Regions from separate parts of the Mus musculus genome. Here region 1 is linked to region 2. Evidence: chromatin contacts called from public Hi-C data. All regions are on one chromosome and are shown on one strand. Each heading gives the region's core, a stretch centred on a gene start, on an enhancer-like site or on the middle of the called end of the contact. The rest is flanking DNA. Distances are from core to core; before and after follow the strand shown.

Region 1 (5,378 bases), core at 1,652-4,151, 38 kb after region 2:
GCACTTAGACGGTCAGTAAATGAGTGGTACACCCTCCACAGAGAGGCGTGGTTGGAGGGAGAGAAGCAGATGTTACCTGTTCCAGAAGACGGCCCCGGAGACCCTCTGCATCTCCCCCAGGGTGGCCAGAAGGAGCGAGGACTTGCCGCAGCCCACCTGCCCCACAATCATGGTCAGCTGGCCTACAGCAATGGAGAGCAGTAGATGGAATGGAAGCTGGATGGAGTCTGAACAACTCTCACCCAGAAGACTAGATGGACATGTACACTTAGCTCTGACTCTCCTCCCCACCCTCCTCCCCACCTGGAAACCCTGGGAAGCTCCATATTCCAGAGTTTTTCCTTCTGGAATTGACAGTGTTCTCTGGCTTCCCAGGTCCGTCCTCCACTCCCGACATCCTCTGCTTCACCCCAGTGCTCCTCCTGGTACTCCTTATAGTCCTCCCACAGTTCCAGCATAGCTCCCACCTATGACCCTCTGCCACCGGCCTGACCAGAACACGGCTGTGTTCAGACTCTCCATTTCCATAATCCTCCCAGAACACTCAAGTCTGACTGACACCTGTTAAGATGTCACTGGCAACAGAAGGTTTGACATCAAGGTGACCTCATCTTGGCTGTAGCCGGTTTCTGTTTAGAATTCAGACCTCAGAATACCCAGCTAGGCAACAGAGAGCAGGTGCTCAGCAAACATTGATTTGGCTTTTCCTCTCTTTTGGGACACGAGGGCACATCTGGAAGGGTGGGGTGAGCCCTACCTCGGGGGATACGGATGGTGATGTTGGACAGGGTGGGGATTCCATCAGGGGTCCAGGTGAAGAAGCCTCCGATGATCTTCATTGTCCATCCCCGGCATGGTGCAGAAGAGGAGAGAGAGGGAAGGACTTTCAGTATGGTGTGTCCCTGTCTCCCCTCCCCGATGAAGATCAGTGAATATCACTTCTAACTCTAGGAGTGCTCCCAGGGGCGGACAGTAGGGACTAAGTCCTGTCTGAGGCACCCTAGTGAGAGTGAGGAGGGAGTTCTCCTGCTGAGTGGGGTGGAAGTGCTATGCTTGGCTTCAGGAGTCCTCCAGGCAAGGGGGCCTTTGGATAGAGGACTCAGACCTCAGGTTCTTCAGGTTCTTGGTCTTGAAGGGGCTAAGCTTCTCTTGGAAGATGGCACTGAGGCTGGGGGTGTGGATACTGGCTTGAGGACTCCTCACCTGGACACAGAAGTTGTCAGCATCTCCATCCATGCTGGGGGTCAGCCTCTGCAGTGGGCCCAAGAGGTCCCGAACCTCTTCCCGGGCTGGGCGCTTGCGGTTCACAACCTTGAGGGGCTGTGGATGGTTAGGAGGTGAGGGCCTCTGGGCTGGGAGGACCCCTTCTGGGGGGAAATGTGAGGTTCCAGAGTGGGTGGGCACAAACTTCACGACGTAGGTGAAACTTGGGAGTACCAGGGGTAGGTTGGACACTTACCACCGCCTGGTACTTGCCCGCTTGGCCTTGGGGTGCAGGCTCTCGGGGGGCACACTGTTCCTCACGGATCTCTGCACTGGACAGGAACTCACTCAGCTTTTGCACACTGCAGAGGAAGCAAAGAAATGCCCTTCACCCCTGGGGGGCAGAGGATGGGGGGAGGAGGAGGAGGAGGCATGAGCTCAGAAAACAGTTCTCAGTGGGTACCTGGTCCTAAATGTTTCCTACAAAAGCCACGTGGCAGGGGGCTGCTCCGTGGGCCGCTCCATAGGACCGGGCAACAGATGTAACCAGGAGTTTTAAAAAAATATGTATTCATTTATTTTGTGTAGTAGGGTTGGGGAGGCTCTCCTGCTACAGCCAACTTTAAGGAGCGATCTTCTCCTATCATGTGGGTCTTGGGGATTGAACTCAGGTCGCCAGGCTTGGCAGCAAGCATCTTTTCCCACTACGCCATCTTGTCCCCCCTCCCCCCTCTGCCCTGTTTTCTTTTTTGTATTGTTTTGTTTTGAGACAGGGTCTCATGTAGCCCAGGTTAGCCTCAAACTTACTAGTGTAGCCAAGGATAGCTTTGAATTCCTTACCCTCCTGCTTCTACTTCCCAGGTTTTGGAGTTACTGGTGAGCATTCCACACCAAAGCTTATATATACACATATTTATTTTACAGTGATAGGAACTGACCCAGGCCTTGCCTTTACTAGGCAAGCGTACTATCTTGAGTCAACACTCTACAGTCCCCAGGACAGTTTTCTAAAAAAAAGTTTGACCTGTCATTTGGAGTAGTCTGGATCGCAGGTAACTTTGTTTGGTTTGGATTGGTTTACTGTTAAAGTTGGTTTCTTGTATGATAAGGGTAGCTGATGCTGAGTTTTACTAGTTAAACTAGTCAAGGTTGGCTGTGTTAAGATCACTTAGGTTAAGACTAGTTATTCACAATGGCTACTGCCCGGGGAAGCCAGACATTGTGCTAATTGCTGTCTAAGCATCATAGAGCCTTTTCCCATAACAGCTGCTCAAAAGAGGCCCAGAGCACAGGGAGGTGTGTCCTGTGATGGACAGCCCTTGGAATGTCCTTACTAGGGTCTTTCTCTCACCTCACTAGGGCCTTGACGGTGGACCGAACCACACTAGACAGCAGGAACAGCGGTGTGACCAGGATGTGGAAGAGAGAGAGAGAGGCAAAGGCCACCGAGGGTGAGAAGTCTGACTCTTTGAAGAAGCTGACGTGGCCCACAAAGGTCTGTGGATAAAGCACAGGGGGCACAGGGTGACTCAGGGTGTGGGTCCCCTTCCCCTCCCACACCCAAAGCCCAAGGCTCTGAAAAGGAATCCCGAGAGCTGATCAGGACTGTGGGGAAGAGATGGCCATCTTCCTCAGTCACCCCATGGATAGGGGTGGGAAGGCTCCCTTCTGGTCCCACCCCTCTGTGCCAGGAAGAAGCAGGGAGGAGTCCTGGGATTGAGTCTGCCCCTGTTCCACTTAGAATTCTGGGTGCTAGTTTCCCTAGTCCTCAGTCTGGTGAAAATGTAAAAATAGTTGCTACAGCCTCGCCTCCCGGGGGGTGGGGGTGGGGTGGGGTGGGGGGGAGGGGTCTGTCCCTGGCTACCTGACTGGTTCTGTAGTACAGTTCCCAGAGCCCAGGCCAGGAATGAGCTCAATAAATCACACTGAAAAGTAAATTCCCAGGCATGCCTGGCGGCCTTGTACTCCGCACTGCTCAGGGATGCCGGCCTCAGGGGAAATAACAATAGCTTTTAAAAAGGAGCCTCAGTCATAGAGCTGATGGAGAGCGGAGACTGGGGACAGGGGGACTCCAGGGATCCCCAGGCCTTGCTGTAGGACATGTGACCTGCCTCCACAACTAGGCTGTCCATGGTACAGGAACTGTTCCTAAATCTAAAAAAGCAGGTTATACAACTGTGTTTGCGACACAGTCCTATTTCTGTAGACATGACATATCATCTGCTTTTAAAAGGATGAGAAAGAAACACCCTGAAGATGCTGAGTGGGGTGTGGGGCTTTTACCTCTGTTTTGACTCTTCTTCCTGATGGTCCCATCAATTTCCACAACAGATGGGTGTCATTCTTATGTGTTAACAAGTAGACAGCTACTTTAAAATTCCATAGAAAATATTCTGACCCCTTCTCTCCTTCTCCATATATATATATATATATATATATATATATATATATTTTTTTTTTTTTTTTTTTTTTAGACAGGGTCTTATGTAGCTCAGGCTGGCCTTGAACTCACTATGTAGCCAAAAGTGACTCTGAACTGACACTCCTGCCCAGTGCTGGGAGTACAGAATGTGTCACCACGCCCAGCTCATGGAGCCCAGGGCTTTGTGCACACCATCCATGCAGTCTACTGATGGAGCCACATCCCCAACCCTAATAGCTATTTTAAAGAGAAGGCTTTATTCCTTCCTCTAAGTACTGCTCCTTATCCTCCAGGATCTGAGACAGCGCCCCATCTGTGTGGGGCGGGGAAGGAGCACACCTACATTCACCCTCACACCCTGCAAGAGGGTGGGACCAGGATGTCTCCCCACCTGTCCCCTCCCCAGCCCCGTGCAGAGGGGAAAGGGCCACTTACAATGAGGACGGCAGCAATGGGGATAGCTGTGTTCATGAAGACTGTGAAGGAAGCACAAGGCGAGGTTAGGGGAGAAAGGAGAGGAGAGAAAGAAGGTGGCCATGATGGCCAGGGTAGTGCATCTGGGTGGAGGCCCAGCTTGCTGGGTGCAACAGCAGAGAGGGCACCTACAGCTCTGTCCCATGCCATCCTGGGGCTTTTTGTTCCTCTTACTCCAGCCCTTGCTTCTGTCCCATGAAGAGACAGTGAAGGAAATCCCACGGGAGGACCGGCACTCAGTGGCAGGGCTGAGCGGTGAGCAGCTTCTGTCTCAGGGCCTGCAAAGGCTGCTGCATCCTGTACTCCCAGCCCCTGCGCGCCCCTGAGCCGTGCAGAAGCTTTCTAGTCTGCTATGGTGTAGTCTCCCCAGGTTGTGATCTACTGGCCAGACACAACACTATGGCTCTTGGGAGGGATTTCAAACTCCTTCAGATCGAGGAACTGGAGACTGAAGGCACAAATGGGGTTCTTCCTTAGGTCTAGGACTTGGACTCCATGCTCAGGCTGGGTAGCTGCTATCTGGAGTAGAGGATCCTTCCTCATTCTCTCAGGGTCTGGTGGGATAGCTTAGTGGGTAGTGCTACCAATCTTGACAGCCCGAGTTCATTCCTGAAACCGACAAGGTAAACAGAATGGATTCCCACCGTTTGTCCTTTCACCCCTACATGTGTGCCATGGTGTGTGTGTGCACGCACTCGCATACACAAATTAACTAACTCAACTCAAAGTGTGGCCTCAGGCTCCTGCCCACCCTTCTCTCATTCCTTCAGGCAAGCCTGGGGAGGGGAGAGGGGAGGCTGGTTCTTCAATTACCCGGATTAAAGCCCAAAGACCAGGAGGCAGGGAGCCGTAGCCAAGCCCAAAAGCTTAGCTACTGGATATGGTCTTGTCTGCTAAACAGCAAAGTCTTTGAAACTTTGAAGTTTAGACGATGCCTGGCTGTGCCTTTACTGTAAGAAGCCTGCAGCAGCTAGATCCCGCAGAGATGCCGGGAGCTGCTTCAGAGAATCCCAACCTGGTGGAAGGGCACGTGCGATCCTTGCACTCAAGGGCTTCTCCTCAGAAGATGGAGATAAGTATTGTTCTCCCAGCCACTGATGGGAAGACAGAGAACAAGTTCCTGGGCAGAGCTATCAAGCCGGCAGGAAAGGCATTTCTATCGTTTCTGGGGCCATTTCTAATGTTTGTGTGGTTTGGTTTTTCAAGACAGGGTTTGTGTGTGTAGCTCTGGCTGTTCTCAAAGTAGCTCTGTAGATCAGGCTGGCCTTGAACTCACTGA
Region 2 (5,240 bases), core at 1,347-3,846:
AAACGCCCAGAGTTCAGGTCACAGGTGGGAGGCTTTATGACAATGGGGCAGTGGAGTTCTGGGCAAGGACACCACACTGCTCTGAGAGTCCAGGCTCAGGTCATGCCCAAGGGCCTTGGGGACTTCCTTTTCCCTCACCAGGCTGAACTTCCCAATATTTCTTTTTCTAGTAACCCAGACAAGGCACCGCTACCCCACCAGCGTCCCCCAGACAAAGTGACTCACAGCTGCCCATGGGAGCTGAAAGCAGAGTTTTGCCTGAAGTGCATCTTGTATGGCAAGCACAGGACCCCTTTTGGCCTCTCATCCAGGTATATCAGTGTTTGCCCAACACTCCACTCCCCAGCCTCTGGGGGGGGGGGGGAACGACGACAAAATGAGGCAGCACTCCTGACTGTCAGCAGAAGGCTGAGTCAAGGCTAGAGGACAGGGACACATGTCTGCACAGGACTAGAAAGGTCTCCAATCATTTGCCCCCTTCTTGTCCCCCTGCCTCACACAAGCCTGCCTTATGGAGGTGAGCCTAGGTAGACTTATCCCGCCGTGTCTGTGTGGGCTCCTCAGCTCCCATGCTCTGACACCCACCTTCCTCCCTGGCTGGCAGGATACTTCAGCATGGCACGAACAGGGCTGGGGCCTGGCCAGGTATTTCTTAGTGGCTACAGAAACAACAATAGGCTGCCAACTTGGGGGGTTGCTTTTGCCCAATTACCTGTCTGCTTGTGGCAAGATGAATCATGGAGGGCCAAGACGGGCTTTGAGACCTTAGCTTTAGAGGCCCTGAACCTTCTGTGGTCTCCCCACCGTTGGGCAGGGACACAGGGGTAAACCAGTCCCGAGCTGAGCCTGGGAGGAGCAGGAACAAAAATAACCCGGTACAGGCTCCTGCTGGGGCCAGAAATAGCATAGTGACAAGTATCTTGTAACACCCCAGACACACAGCAGCGGGGAGGCTGAGCCGAGCAGGGTCTTGTCCCACACCAGACCCTCGTCTGGCCAAGAGGCTCGCACCCCACCACTCTACATACCATACTTCACTTTCCACGTGCCCACACAAGTGAGTGGGGGCCTGAGGAACTGCAACTCAGGACAAGGAATCTGGAGAGATGCTAAACTTGGGCTTGGCCTTCGCCACAGCCACACTGCGCTTGCGCAGGGGCCCCCGCGACGAGGCGAGGGTCAGGGCATCCAGCAGACTGCGGTCCTCATCAAGCTGGCGGGCTGTGCAGAGTGGTGTGGGCACTTTAATGGTGTTACCAAATTTGGAGTAGTCCACAGAATAGCGGCCGTCCTCCTCGGCCACAATGGGGACAAAGCGCTGCCCCCATAGAATCTCGTCAGCTAGGTAGGAGGTGCGGGCCTGGGTGGTGATGCCCGTGGTTTCTACCACGCCTTCCAAGATGACAATGATCTCCAGGTCCTGGTGGTGGTGCAGGTCACTAGGAGCCAGGTCGTAGAGCGGGCTGTTGGAGTCGATGACGTGGTAGATGATGAGTGGGGCCACCAGGAAGATGCCGTTACCACCCACGCCATTCTCCATGGGGATGTCTACCTGGTGGAGAGGCACAACTTCGCCCTCGGGGCTGGTGGTCTTGCGCACCACCTGCATGTGGATGGTGGCGCTAATGATCATGCTCTTTCGGAGGTCCCCTACGCGCAGCATGAAGCACAGGCGGCCATGGCGCAGGGTGATCACAGCATGCTTGCTGAAGATGAGGGTTTCTGCCCGCCGATGGGCCTGGGCCGTTTTCATGAAGATGCAGCCCAGCATGATGGCGTTGATCATCAGCCCGACGATATTCTGCACAATGAGAATGAGGATGGCCAGGGGACATTCCTCTGTCACCATGCGCCCGCCGAAACCAATGGTCACCTGGACCTCGATGGAGAAAAGGAAGGCAGATGAAAAGGAGTGGATGCTTGTGACGCAGGGCACATTGGTGCCCTCTCCGGGGGCCAGGTCACCGTGGGCGAAGGCGATGAGCCACCAGACCATGGCAAAGAGCAGCCAGCTGCACAGGAAGGACATGGTGAAAATGAGCAGAGTGTGTGGCCATTTGAGGTCCACCAGCGTGGTGAACACATCCTGCAGGAAGCGGCCCTGCTCTCGAATGTTCTTGTGGGCGACGTTGCAGTTGCCTTTCTTGGACACGAAGCGGGCCCTCCTCTCTCGAGTACGGTACCTGGGCTCTGCAGGGTCCTCTGCCAGCCGGGTCAGCACATATTCCTCAGGGATAATGCCCTTTCGGGACAGCATGGCTCCGTTGGCCCCGGGAAGGGGTTTCCCCCATGGGGGGAGGCACTACACTGGCTTGGCCTAGGGCCTCTTTGTGGGGTCCCCCTCTCTGAGCCCTCTCCTCAGGTTACCCTAAGCTTGTACCAACCTCTAGGCTGGTATGCCCCTCAGCTGGGTTCTGCTTCTCTTTATACTACTAGCCTCAGATGCCGGCTCCACCTGCTCATTGCTTACTGAGCCCCCAACCCAGCTTGTGCTCTACCCGCTCAGCTCTCCTCCACCGCCCCAGGACCCCCCTCTAACTCCCTTTCCCTGGCCCAGCCTTTCTTCTCAAACCACCTCAGAACTTGTCACCTCCGGGTCTCCCAACTTACCAGCCCTCACTCGACCCCCCCCTCAGCACCCCCCCCCCCGCGCTCTTCTCTGACCTCACCCACTTCTGTCCCCGGTCCCCTCCAAGGACCAGCCTTACTTCTTGACCCAGTCTCCTCTCCAGGTGTGCCCCGGATTTCCCATCCCACCCCTCCCCTGGCTCCCTCGCCGCTCTCCCGTTCCTTCTCTAGCCCTTGTCCTCTAGTCTCCTTGGGATCCGGTGCCCTTCGAGTCACCCCGCAACCGTCTACGCTCTGGATCCCCTCGCCCCCCGCCGCCCAGACCCCAGTGGCTCCGCGTCGCGGCCTCCCTGCTGCCCTGCCGCCCGCCCGCAGCCCCCGCCGCCGCTCCGTTCCCACCCCGCCTGTCGCCGCCGCACCTGCTCGTGCTGCTCAAGCAGCGGCCACCTCCCTGCCCCCTCCCACTCCGGGTTGCTCACTCCCGGCCGGCTTCCCTGGCGTGTGTCTGTGAGCCCGTCCTCAGGCACCGACCCGTGCGCGGTGGGGGTGGGAGGCTGCGGGCGGGGGGCTCCCGAGAGCGAGTGCAGCCTCCGCCGCCAGAGGGCGCCAGATCGGCTCCTGAGAGGTAGAGGTGGGCCTAGACGCAAGCCCCGCCCACAGAGGATTCTCGTCCCGCCCTTGCCTGCTCACTGTCCTCAGCCAGGCCATGGGGCTTCAAACTGAGGATGGCTCTGAAGAAGTTGCTTTTGTGGAATTCTCTTAGGTTGGTTCAGCGGCCCCTATACCCCTGACTTCTATTTTTGCCCGGTCCATAGTTAAGTCTTACCTGCCTCTTACACAGCACTTGATACCCAGGGAAAGAAGGCAGCGAAAGGTTACATCATCAACGCAGGGGCAGGGGTGAGAGAAATATTAGTCTCAGAACTTCTCAACCGACGATTCTTCTTCCCTTTGAGGATTATTTTTGATCCTACATCTATTTATTTACTTATTTGTTTATTTATTTGCTTATTTACCTATTCAAGACAGGATTTCTTATAGCCCAGGATGGCTTCAAACTTGGCATGTAGCAGAGTATGACCTTGAACTTCTGCCTCCACTCCCAGAGTTCTGGGATTGCAAGTGCACCGCAAGGCCCTGGCTACCGTCCCTGAGTTTTAAGAGGGTTTGTTCTGCCAGTGTCTGCTTTGCACCCTGTAGACCTTCAGACTGGTTTCTTCCCTTTAGCCCTGGGTGTGTGTGTGTGTGTGTGTGTGTGTGTGTGTGTGTGTGTGTGTGTGTGTGAGAGAGAGAGAGAGAGAGAGAGAGAGAGAGAGAGAGAGAGAGAGAGAGTTTGGGCCTGAGCAGCTGATTCAGGGCTAGCTTGGGTACAGAGTAGGTGACCCAGGTTTTTGTCAAGAACAGTAGTGATGTTTCCATTGCAGATGCCACCCTGGAGTGGCTCCTGGAGATTGATGGAGCTGTAATGGCTTGCCCTGGGGCTCAGACTCTTGAGACAGACCTCTACCCACTGTGTAGCTTGAGTGAAGGCTTGAGGCTGGAGCTAGGGTAATAGGGGCACTGGGAATGCGGGCCACCATGGGACAGTTTCCTTTTGAGCAGGGGACTTTCAGATGGCATTTTCTTCTTTCCAGATCTGCTGGTAGGTATCGTGGACCCTGCTACAAAGAGCGAGGGAGAGCTGGACTATACTGATAGGGCCGTTTATGCCTGAGGCAGGGAGGATAACACAAGGGTAGGCAGTTTAAGAACACAGCCACACAAGAAATCTCCGAGGCCACTTCAACTTTTAGCCATGAGAAAGGAACCCTTGGAGAGGGGCTCTAGGGACTTTGGACATCTATGCAGAAGTCCCTGTGGGTAAAGGAGCCATGACTAGCAGGTTTGCTTGGCCTGTGCATAGGGTGGAGTAGAGGACAGTCTTTGATTGACATATGCCAGAGTTTGTTCTGATGACAGTAGCCAGAGTTGGCCCACCTGGTGGAGGGACCCAAGTCTGAATTGGTGGACCACTAATTAGATCGTTGTGGAGGGATTTGGGCCAGGATGGCCTTAGGCATTCTTAAACTTCCTTGTACTTCCTCTGCTGCTTCCTTGGGGTGGGAAGAGTCCCCCAGCCCTCTTTGTATCTGCTCCTGGAAGTCCAGAGTGGAAGGAACTGCTGGGCCTACATGGGCATCTTCAGGGTGAGAAGCCAGGGTCTGCCCTTTGGTCTGGCCTTGGTTATTCCCTGCCCCAGGGGAGAGGAGGCTGGTGTCTCGCCCAAAGGGCTCAGCCTCTGTGGTGATTTGAATAGATTTGGTCCCCATAGACTCATGTGTTTGAATGCTTGGCCCATAGGGAGTGGCATAATTAGGAGGGGTGACCTTGTTGGGATAGGCATGGCCTTGCTGGAGGAAGCTTTTCATTGTTGGGTGGACTTTGAGGTCTCCTCCTATGCTTGAGCTCCACCCAGTGTGGAAGAGACCCTCCTCCTGGCTGCCCGAGGAAGGCAGTCTCTACTGGCTGCCTTCGCATCAAGCTCTAGAGCTCTCAGCTCCTCCAGCGCCATGCCTGCCTTTCCTGACATGATGATGATGGACTGAACCTCTGAACCTGTAAGCCAGCCCCAATTAAATGCTGTTCGTTATAAGAGTTGCCTTGGTCATGGTGTCTCTTCACAGCAATGAAAC

What was found. Hi-C and Micro-C count contacts between places; a contact is called where the count stands out from the background.
Region 1: a contact with region 2 is called in a Hi-C map of cerebral cortex, with 2.1 times the contacts expected there. The contact joins the enhancer-like site here to the promoter of Kcnj11 in region 2. A contact is called at or near these places in 2 of 39 promoter capture datasets (macrophages and trophoblast stem cells), 9 of 484 Hi-C or Micro-C datasets (the G1E-ER4 cell line, the N1E-115 cell line, cardiomyocytes and 5 more), 5 of 115 datasets of contacts at active chromatin or transcription factors (astrocytes, embryonic stem cells, forebrain and 2 more) and 4 of 9 other capture datasets (adipose tissue, liver, macrophages and 1 more).

The regions. Positions count from the first base shown.
Region 1 is chr7:46,135,405-46,140,782 of GRCm38.p6, forward strand. Abcc8 (ATP-binding cassette, sub-family C (CFTR/MRP), member 8) reads right to left here. Exons shown (of 39, transcript NM_011510.3): 11 at 4,061-4,101; 12 at 2,555-2,700; 13 at 1,460-1,565; 14 at 1,204-1,320; 15 at 758-833; 16 at 77-182. Among named protein-coding and RNA genes, the nearest start is that of Gm51481, 34 kb to the left of the region's middle. Within about 2 kb of position 2,902, at least 11 of the 459 cell types and tissues checked have an H3K27ac peak or open chromatin away from gene starts, as enhancers often do. A contact at or near this core is called in cerebral cortex, where this site is marked.
Region 2 is chr7:46,097,641-46,102,880 of GRCm38.p6, forward strand. Kcnj11 (potassium inwardly rectifying channel, subfamily J, member 11) reads right to left here and starts at 2,597. Exons shown (of 1, transcript NM_010602.3): 1 at 1-2,597. The coding sequence starts at 2,257. The coding sequence ends at 1,085.